3 separate regions of the Mus musculus genome follow, and all the other regions are linked to region 2. Evidence: chromatin contacts called from public promoter capture Hi-C data. All regions are on one chromosome and are shown on one strand. The core of a region is the stretch at or near the end of the contact, and the rest is flanking DNA. Distances in the headings are between cores, read along the strand shown. Region 1 holds the start of Atg7 (autophagy related 7). Region 2 holds the start of Rassf4 (Ras association (RalGDS/AF-6) domain family member 4). Region 3 holds the start of Adipor2 (adiponectin receptor 2).

What was found. Promoter capture Hi-C pulls out the DNA fragments that hold promoters and counts their contacts.
Region 1: a promoter capture Hi-C map of pre-B cells shows a contact between it and region 2, with 2.5 times the contacts expected there. The contact joins the promoter of Atg7 here to the promoter of Rassf4 in region 2. A contact is called at or near these places in 2 of 39 promoter capture datasets (the C10 cell line and pre-B cells) and 1 of 9 other capture datasets (adipose tissue).
Region 3: a contact with region 2 is called in a promoter capture Hi-C map of pre-B cells, with 2.9 times the contacts expected there. The contact joins the promoter of Adipor2 here to the promoter of Rassf4 in region 2. A contact is called at or near these places in 1 of 39 promoter capture datasets (pre-B cells) and 1 of 115 datasets of contacts at active chromatin or transcription factors (bone marrow-derived dendritic cells).

What each region holds. Positions count from the first base shown.
Region 1 is chr6:114,641,858-114,645,491 of GRCm38.p6, reverse strand. It overlaps Atg7 (autophagy related 7), which reads right to left and starts at 2,365. Exons shown (of 19, transcript NM_028835.5): 1 at 2,342-2,365.
Region 2 is chr6:116,672,254-116,675,814 of GRCm38.p6, reverse strand. It overlaps Rassf4 (Ras association (RalGDS/AF-6) domain family member 4), which reads left to right and starts at 1,979. Exons shown (of 11, transcript NM_178045.4): 1 at 1,979-2,091.
Region 3 is chr6:119,386,665-119,390,248 of GRCm38.p6, reverse strand. It overlaps Adipor2 (adiponectin receptor 2), which reads left to right and starts at 1,515. Exons shown (of 8, transcript NM_001355692.1): 1 at 1,515-1,767.

The DNA.
Region 1 (3,634 bases), core at 1,116-3,615, 2.0 Mb after region 2:
GATTGTACAATTATGCCTATCAGAAGATTGATCTCTTGGTTTTTAAAGACAAGGTCTCTCTGAATAGCACTGGCTACCCCTGTAATTTATTCTGTAGATGAGGCTGGCCTTGAACTCGGAGATCCACCAGAGTGCTGGGATTAAAGGTGTGCACCACCACACCTAGCATGTGGAACTCTTAATCCTTCTTTCTCTGCTTTCTCTGCCTCAGCCTCTCAAGTGCTGAGATTAAGATAATCACTACCAGCCGGGTGTGGTGGTGCACGCCTTTAATCCCAGCACTCCGGAGGCAGAGGCAGGCGGATTTCTGAATTCGAGGCCAACCTGGTCTACAGAGTGAGTTCTAGGACAGCCAGGGCTACACAGAAAACCCTGTCTTGAAAAACAAAAACAAAAAAAAAAAAAAAAAAAAAGATAATCACTACCACCTCATTTAAAGTGTACAATTCACTGACACTTAACTTACAAATAAAGCCTGGTACATAATAGGCATTCGCATGTGTCTTTTATTTGGTATTCAAGTATGCCATTTACTTGGTATATCTATGCATATTTGTTAAACATATATACCAGACACTGCTTTGTATGTTAGGATTTAATAATATAAAAGTCTTGTATCACAGTAGAACTGACTATAAAGAACTAAGTGCATTTAGCTACAGAGGAGAGAGGAAGGCAGTCTAGCAGTTTTCAAAGATACACATGGGGCAACTAAAAGCAAGTATGACTCTAATTGGGCAATGGGCTGTGACTGCAAGCCACAGTCCTTAACTCCTCACATGACTTTTTTGAGTAAGAACTGGGTGGAGGCAAGCTGGAAGCAACAGGAAGTCATGAGCTTTCACAAACCAAGGCCAAAAAAAAAAAATAAATAAAATAAAATAAAATAAAAAATAAACAAATAAACAGTCTATGGGAAAGGAAAAGCCCGAGGCAGAGCCCTCAAGTCTACAAGGCAGACAGGTCTGTTTACCAGTTACATGGGTTTTAAAAAAAGAAAGACAAAGTCAAACCAACATAAAAAGCCACCAAATTAGCACGTTTGAAAGGGAAAGCACATTTGTGACCAGGATTTATAAATAGGATGCCTGATATGGGAGTGAAGCTCTGAGGTGATGATAGAGTATTTGCTGTCAATATGACTCCAAAGTCTCTTTTTTTTTCCCCAGGAACCACTTTCCATTTGTTTACCCCTGTTTCCCCCCTGTATAAGCTATAAGGCACACACACACACACACACACACACACACACACACACACACACACCGTCTTGTAATTTATCCATTAGAAATAGGAAACCCTGGATGTAAAAAAAAAAAAAAAATCAATAAATAGTCCATGATATTATGATGCCCAGCATGCAGGAACACATCAGAAAAACAGGCGTAGTGGTACACACCTGTAATCCCAGGACTCAAGGAGGTGGAAGTAGAAATATAAAAACTCAAAGGCCGGCCTCTGCTTCACTGAGTGTTCAAAGACAGCATGGGGTGCATGGCATTCAGTCTTAAAAAAATAAATTAATTTATACTGGAAAGCTGACTCGACTCAGTGCTTACAAAGACCTGGGTAGGGTTTCCAGCACCCATATCAGGCACAGCTTGCCTGGAGCTCCACTTCTGCTGGGGTCCGCCATGTCTTGTCTCTGGAGGCATGAGACCACACACGCATACACGCACTCAAAGTTACAAATAATTTTAAAGAATTAAATAAAATTGCAGACGCAGGTTGATTCGGTCTCATCTCAAATTCAATTTGGCATGTGCTGGTAATTGAACCCAGGACCCTGGAACGCTGAAGAACCGCTCTGGGACTTAACTACATCCCACACCCGTTTTCCAGTTTGCAAAAGGGTTTGTGTCCGATTGCCTAGGCTGGTTCTAAATAGCAGTTCTCTTGGCTCAGGTTCCCTGCGGCTGGGGTCACCTCTCTCCGCGACCATGCCTGGCTCAGAAACTTTCTGACAAGTGCATTTGCCTCACCAGGCTGATTTCCTATAAAGTACTAATTTGTAATCTCTGGGTCCTTTAAGGGGATGCAGAACCTCTAGTAGAAAAGATTTAATTATGTCCTCCTCATAAGTAACAAGATCAAGTCCCTTCACAGTCCGGGGACACAAGCTTACTCCGTGGCCGGTCCACACACGCCAAAGGCAGCACTTCACAGAATGAGCAACCAGAGGCGCCTCCCGACCCGGAGATCGCAACACTCTCTGCCGGAGTACGAGGGGACCGAGTATAGACAGGTGAAGAATATTCCAGACCAGCCCAAAACTGGCTTCAGCTTTCCTAAGTGAACCCCGCCAGCCCCGGCAGCTGCTCCGCAACCACGGCTTACTTACCGCCGCTCAACTTCCGGCAACCACAGCCCCAGCCGCGCCGCGCGGCCCAATGACGTAATAACCCAGCCCACACAAACGCGGAAGCGCGGCGCGCATGCGCACTACAACAACAACGACAAAAAGGGTCCCCACAACCGCAATAACGGGGCGAAACTAAGGCTAACCTGTAAGCCTTTTGGGGCTTGTAAGGAAGATTACATTTTCCTGCGAGTGACTCTACAGTACTACGGAATTATTATCAAATTCCCAGGGTAGTACTAGAGTACAGGTGTTGAAACAAGGTTTATTTTTATTTTTTGCATTTTTAATTTTTTAAAAAGGTTATGTCCTCCTCATATTTACACTACATAGCCATGGCTGTTCTGGACCTGTATACATATACATCAGTCTAGTCTCGAACTAACAGAGATTGCTTACCTTTGCTTTGCCCCAGTGCTGGGATTAAAAGCTTGCCCAACCAAATATAACTCTGGAAAACCAAATAGAATCTAAAATATCCACCAAGCTACTGCAGCCAGCAACTTCAGTGACTATAAAATCACTTCTTAAGAACCTAATATGGGCCAGACGGTGTGGGATATGTCTTAAATTCCAGCATTTGGGCTGGGCGTGGTGGCACAAGATTTTAATCCCAGCCCTCAGGAGGCAGAGGCAGGCAGATTTCTGAGTTCAAGGCCAGCCTGGTCTACAAAGTGAGTTCCAGGACAGCCAGAGTTATACAGAGAAACCCTGTCTCGAAAAACAAAACAAAACAAAACAAAACAAAAAATCCAGCATTTGGGAGGCAGAGGTAGGTGGATCTGTGAGTAGTGAGTTCTGGGACAGCCAGGGCTACACTATCTCAAACAAAACAAACAAACAAATAAAACGAACAAAAAACTTACTACTGGGAAAACATTTTTTTTTTTGACAGGATAATGAACATAATGAAATGCTCTAGCCTGGGGAGTCTTGCACATGAGTGACTTCCTTAGCGACAAGAGTGTACTTGACTTGATTTAGTTCTATAGTCCAGGATGATCAGAGCTCAAGGCAAGCATCCTGATACCGCATCACCATTGCTGAGATGGCAGTCCACGGACACCTTTCCTGGCACACAGTGCCTTTGGAGTGCCTCTAGGGATTCATCATAATATCTTGGACTATTTATTGATTTTTTTTTACATTAAGGGTTTCCTATTTCTAATGGATAAATTACAAGGTGGTGTGTGTGTGTGTGTGTGTGTGTGTGTGTGTGTGTGTGTGTGTGTGCCTTATAGCTTATACGGGGGGGGGGGCAGAGTAAACAAATGG
Region 2 (3,561 bases), core at 730-3,229:
CCTTGAAAACGATTCTCAGAGCCAAGCACAGTGATGTATTCCCGTCACCCCAGGACTTGGGAGGTGGAGGTGGGAAGAGCATCCTCTGCTACCTAGTCATAGTGAGTTCTAGGCCAGCCTGAGCTTATGAGATCTTGTCTCAGAAAAGGAGGGTGGGTGGGTGGGTGGGTGGGTGGGTAAGATGGCTCATCAGGGAAGGCCCCTAAGCCTGATGACCTAAGTCCTGGGGCCTCCACAGGCAAAGAAAAAAAGGAAAGTGATTTTCATATCAAATCATTTATATGATAATCCATTCGCTTATGTTTCAGAATTCATGTATTTAAATCATATCTCAGCGCACGAGGCCCTGGACAGAGGGACAAAGATGATTTCCCAGTTGCCTTAGAACAGAACCAGGTGCCCAGCTGCCTGGAGCCAGCCTAGAGCAGGGCAGGCCCTGGGTGGCAGCCTCACCTCAGACTGTGCTGTGAGCTTTGACTGTGATGCTTCCTAGAGACATCCCAATGGCTGCAGGGTGGCCCCTCCTACATAATGAACTGGAGTCTCTGTGAAAGGCAGTTTGTTCTCCAGAGAAATATAAGCATTTAATCAAGGCAGGCTAGGGCTGTGGAGCAACAGCAGACCAGATCAGCAGCACATGTAAAACATACAAGGAGGGCTCAGGACACCTGAGGCCTATGTCCCAAGCAAGGTGAGAGAGACAACAAGGTGAACTGGGGCAGAGAGCACGACTCATGCTGGAGAGCCACAGGGAGACTCGCCCTCCCCACCGGCTGTTGACTTCTTCAGTTGCACAGGGGTGAATTGGAGAAGTTGGGAGTTACGGTGGAATTCCGTGCTTTTGGTTTGTCAAAACTTTTCGAAGCACCCAAATAATGAGCTCAGTTCTGATGCTTTCGGGCTGTGGGAAGAAACATGGGTTCCAACAACAGGTCACCAACCACAGGAAACCCTAGTTGGCAGAGAATGGATCACTCTCTAAGAACACGAGTGAAAGCTAAGTTGAAGAGGGACTGCAGGCTGGTCATTTTTAGCCCGCTGCAGGTAGGGAAATAGACAGAGAGTCTGTGACACAGGAAGTAAAGGGCGGAGCACAATCTCTTTGCCATCTCTTCGCCGGCCATAATTGGCACGGTGCGCTGCATTGGGGTCCAGAGACTCTAATGCCGTCTGTTTTCAAATACGTGAGTACCTACACTTTTAGAAGTCCCACTTCATACTCTAAAACGGCCCTGTGACTCTAAGAGGGTTAGAAACCAGGGAATGAGCCGAGCTGAGATGACTTACTTTGCGAGGGAGGGCAAGAGGTCCTGAAGTCAGGACTGGGAACCATGAAATAAAACAGAGTCAACAAAGCTCCCTTGCCTCACAGCCGCCCAGCTTCCCTAAGCTCCCAGCCTATAGCCTGGGGCTCTGCCTCAGCGCTGGCCAATCTCCTCAGAAAACAGCGACCGAGAGAGAGGAAACTAACTTTTTAAATTCACCAGCTCCTATTTTTTAATGTAGCTTTCTGAGAAGCCACAACTTTGCTTGCAGGTGCCACCTGGACAATAAATAAATGTCCCAGACTTCACGCGCGCGAACACACACTCCACCCTCCCTAGGAAGCGCACAGTAGTAGCTGTAGCGCCTGCGCAGAGGTCTTTGTTGAAACCCAAGTATCTGCGTTACCCAGGCTCCCTGGCCTCCGCCTGTGTAGACCGAGGGCCCCTGGGGACCCACTCCTACTGCTTTCTCTTTGCGTCCTGGGGTGCCCTCGAGGATTGGGGACTTAAGTGATGCGCGAAGCGCTTAGTGGTGTCCGTAAAGATCGAACAAGTGAGCAAATGCTCGGGGTCTACTTGAGGGGCATCAGTACCAAGCACCCTAGAAGGAAGAGATGGGCTGATAGGCAAAGCAGTTGACCAGAGAGAAGGGGCGTGTCCAGGGCGGAGAGGGGCGTGTTCGGGGGCGGGAGGAGGTGTGTCTAGGGTGGGCTGGGACGGACTTGATCCCTGCAGCAGATGCAGGGCTCTTGAGTCCGTGCAGGCACAATTCTAGTGCACGCGACCTCTCTTGCTGGTGGCCTCTGGACCGCGCGATGACTGAACGGTGAGTGATGCTCAGACTGCAAAGGTAGTGGGCATCCTTGGAGCACCCTACCTTCGACCCTGGGGCCGCGATCAGGCAGGGCGCTAGAGCCTGAGCACTTGCACCCCCAGCCGCAGTGCGCGAGTCTCCTCCCCCTGCCAGCCTGGCGCACTGCGGGCTTCCAGCCAAGGGCTGAGGGTGGCAAGGCGCCTAACATCTCCTAGATAAGGTACTTTCCGGGCAAAATCTTAGCAGGGCACGTGAATCCAACGGCCGGCTACACTTGTGCTCACCTCATCCTCCTCTCAGCCAGCTTCCTAGAAACACGATCTTAGAGGCGGGAAGAGGGTTTCAGCAAGACCTTAAGATTTTACAGCTGGAAAGCCAACGCTAGGATGATTACTCATCCAGACACTTGTTTCTCCGTCGCTGTTGGTGCGGTGGGCCATAACCAAAGGGCTACACAATATGCCACTCACGTATAGTTTCAGGGCTAAACTCCACCTGTCTCCTGATTCTTTGGGGCCCGTTCTCTTCTTTGAGATCTCCGGCACCTCACTATCTCTCTGGAGCCTGAAGCCCAATGTCGACAGTGTTTATTGTGGATGAAGTCCTAGGGTCATAGTTGTTTAAACTGGTGATGAACTCCAGATTGAAAATAGAAAGGATTTGACAGGGTCATACAATGCAGTCAGGGTAAGCTTTGAGCCCAGACCTTTGGGGAGGCTGGGTTGTTTAACCTAAAAGTATGTCGAAGAAAATGCTTGAAATTGTCTTTATTTATTTATTTATTTACTTACTTACTTACTTACTTATTATTGAGAAACAGACAGATGCACACTCACTCACACACCAGAGAGAGAGAGAGAGAGAGAGAGAGAGAGAGAGAGAGAGAGAGAGAGCGCATGTACATGTGTACCTGTGGGTCATAGTGGCTGTGTGCAAGACAACTCTGTGGCATCAGTCGTTTCTCCCCGTCCGCTTTCCTGTGACTTTTGAGGATTAAACTTAGGTCCTGAGGCTTTGGCAGCAAGCGCTTTACTCATAGAGCCTCCTCACCAGCCCTTGAAACTGTTTAAAAGTAAGCTATCAGCACTAGGAAGTCGCTGCAGGCCTAAAGCTTTTGCTGTTTCCCCAAACTTGTAGTTCCCCGAATCTCCTTCCTGCCTATGGGATTTCCCCTGGGACAAACCCTGAGATAGGATTGGAGCCCTGCCACCCCCTTGCTTGACCTTCGGTAGCGAAGATGGGCTGTGATATAGTCCCCTAGTTGCCCCAGGGACACTCTATACCAGCTGCCACTACAACTAGCTAACTCAAGGCCTAGAGGTGGCACAACAGTTGAGGTCACACACCAAGTCAGTGACAAAGAAAATCTCAGCCAGCATGGTTCTCAGAGTCACTGCAGCAGACATTCTCAGCCTGGGATCCAGGGCAACTGGACTCAGGCATCCTGATCATCCTCATTCACTCACGCTTCTCTCTCTCTCT
Region 3 (3,584 bases), core at 266-2,765, 2.7 Mb before region 2:
GAGATCAGTTCAAGAGGCCAAGCTGAGAGGTAGGAGGGGAAATGGCGGGCTCTCTTAAAAACCCTGTTCCTGGAGACAGAAGCTTTGATCAAAGAAGCATCCTTAAAAGAAAGCTCTGCAGGAAAGATTTGAGAGGGGGTTTTGTTTTCCTTTGTTGAAGCAGGGTCTCATTTTAGCCCTGGCTGACCTGGAACTCATCTTGTGGCCCACGTTGGCCATGAACTCACTGCAGCCGTCCTATACCAGTTCCCACGTGCTAGGAATTAAGGTGTGAGCCCCCATACCTGGTAAGATAATGGTCTATCTTAAGTCTGTCTTCCTTAGGGGATACCTTATATTCAGCCTGAAAAAAAAACTTCTCTTTTTGCCCTATTTATTATGGATCCTTCCCCCCGCACCCCCCCCCCCCTTAAGTTATTGATGGAATCGAGGCTTTTGGAGTGGCTATAGCTTTACCACTGAGCTATATTTCCAGCCTTGGGCCACATTTATAATTCCCAAATGCCTGCATTTGTTTTCTGATGGGAAAGGTACAATTGTCTTTCTCAGTCTTAGTAGCCAAGTCTTTGTCTTTCTCTCTCTCTCCCTTTCTTTCTTTCGTTTCTTTTTTTCTGAGACATGGTTTTACACTCTGTATAGCCAAGGCTGGCCTGGCTCGCGATGTACACCAGGCTGATCTGGTACATGCAAGATCCTCTTGTTTTAACCTCTCTAGTGCTTTTCCTCGTTGAAGAGTTTTCCATGTCTGCTTCCCTCCAATCGCTCAACATCACATTTTAGCTTCTTGGCTATGAGACCGATTGTGGTCTAAAGGCAAGAACAATAAGCTTCCTCCAAGGTCTAAACTAAAGCTTCCGAATTTACTTTGACGTGTATTAAGTTTTGAACTAAAGAGTGTGACAGATACAATCCTCTTACAACTGAACACGAAGAAACCATTTTTTTTTCCTCTGCACACCAGCTCCTATAGTTCCTTGTTCTGGTTCAATAGGAAAGCTCACTCGTAGCAAATCATTCCCTCTGGGTAAACAGACACAATGCTTAAGTCGTTTGCAATCGACCATTGAAAATAATTTTGAATATCTTCTAGAAGTGGTAGGGCATAAATCAATCATACGTTAGTACGGTAATAAAAACAAGCCCTACTGTTTGAGGAAGAGTTGACTAAACGCTTTCGGAATCCTGAAACCTTCATAAGACGACGCCTAGCATTATGTTGGCCGCTGACACAAACACACGCTCCATCCCGAGTCATTAAACCGTGGCGGCCCACTCCCTTCTCAGATCTCTTCAGAAATCGTCGAGGAAGCTGGGTGAGCGTTCCGAGGCACTCTGCCCGCACTGTTTACATTGTGGACCCGGCCGAACTACAACTCCCAAGATGCATCACGCTTCCAAAGCCTCCCGAGGGGAGGCTTCCGGTTTAGGCCAGCGCGGCTGCGCACGGGGTGTGGTCTTACTGGCTCGGCCCGCCTCGTGCGATGCGCGTCACGGCTACGCGCGGGCGCGGAGGCGGGGAGACGCGGCGGCGGCGGCGGCGGCGGTCGCGGCGGCGCGAGCACAGTCCCGACGCGGTACCGCGGTGGCGGCGGCGGCGGTGGCGGCTCCAGCGAGCGGCCCCCTCCCTCCGCGCCCCCCCTCTCCCTCCCCGAGGCGCTGCTTCCCGAGGCGCCCGAGCCGCGCGGTGAGACGGCCGCTAACTCGGGCGAAGGGCTGTGGCTCGAGCGCGGCTTCCCGGGCTCAGCAGATTGCCCGGGTCGGAAGGAGGTGAGGGCTGAGGGACAGGTGTCCCCGGCGCGGGCCGGGAGCGCGCGCCTGGCCGGCTCCGAGCGCGGCCGGAACTCTGACCTGCGGCCGCGCGCCTGGTGCGGGGCCCAAGCAGCGGCCGGGGGGGTGGGGTGGGGGGGGGGGCCGGGGCCGCGCTCCGTGCAGCTGCGGTCGCGGGCGCCCGCTGCCCTGTCCCCGCCGCGGGGCAGAGTCCGAAGCCCCTCGCTCCGTCTCTAGTCGATTTCGGAGCCGGTACCCCCGCGATGGCCGGAGACTGAAATCCTCCCGCCCCGACTTCTAGTTGGTGTCTTCTGCCACTTCTAGGGATTTCTCTGGCAGGCTTGCTTCGGATGGCTTGTGCTCAGCGCGACTTTTCCAACCACTGGGATGGGAAGGTTGCCCTCACCTTTCCTTAGGTGGCGCGTCAGGCTGTCACTGCGGGATAGTTCTTGGGCCCAGTTCTGAGCCCCTTTGGGTTTTTATTTGCCAGTGGTTAGCTTGTTAGAGAATTGCTGGAAACGGCTATAAAATAAGTTTTGATGAGTCCGAGGGAGCGCTAGACCAGACAGCTAATGAGTCTCTTCTTTTGTTTTTTTTGACCTTGATTTAAACATTTGTTTCTGGAGTTTGAAAACTTCACGAGAGCGTTGAGCAATGAATTTTTGATAAATGACATGACCACCTGGGATTTGGTAGGTACAATGCTTCATTGGTGGTTTTAGTATTTTAGTGGAAATGATCTTTTAGTTGCATTTATGTTTTACTCTGGTTGTCTCATTTAAAGAAAAAAAAACTTTAAAAAAATTAAAATTATCCAGTTTATTATGGTGTGTTTCTGTGTGACTCCTGTGTTCATGGCACACGTGTGGAGGTTAGAGAACAACTTGGTAAAAGTTGATCATCGTCTACGTTTATGTGGTTCCGGGTATCGAACTCAGGCGGCAAGGTCTTGAAAATTTGCCTGGCAAGCATACTCTTTAGCCATCTCACTTGATGGCCTGTAATTCTTGTGTTGCTGTGTTCATTGTGTTTCCCCAAAGCAGAATGCTTACCCCTGCTCCCCAAGGAGCAAGGTAAAAATACTGCAGTCTTTTAGGATTTTAAAATTTATTTGTTCATAAAACACTTCCCAACTAAGTGTATTTGTTTTGTTTGTTCGTGGGTGAGGGTGTGCAGGTCTCACTCTGTAGCCCAAACATTAAGAATCCTGCTTCAGCCTTCTGTGTGTTAGCATGAATCACCTACCATGTTGTGAAGACAGGCAGGATCAATGTAGTTCAGGCAAGCTTTAATTTCTAAATCTTACCTATGAGTCCAGAATCCTGGTATGGACAGATGCTCTACTCAAAGCCCGCCCTCCCTTTGACATGGTCTCACTCTGTAGCCCTGGCTGTCTTGGAACTCATGTAGATTAGGCTGGCCTTGAACTCAGAAATCCACCAGTTTCTGCCTCCCATGGGCTGGGATTAAGGATGTGCACCACCAATACAACTCAAAAAATAAAGCTCAGAGCCTTAATTTTTTAAAGGGGGAATTATGTTTGTCAGTTCTAAAGTTTCAAGTGTCTTCTTACCACAGGCCACTCTAAGATCTTGTCACACATCCTGCTCATTTGTACACTGCTTGTAGAATAGAATTCTTCATTCTTTGAAATTTGTCACAGTGAACGAACTGTAAACTAAATTATTTTAGCAGCAGGGATTTCCACCTGTAGGCTTCAGCAGATTGATGGTAAATTATAAAATTTTTTTGAGAAATTCAAATTAAATATGAAAGATACCTTCCCAGTTTCTCTGTAACTGGCTACCCACCAGTTT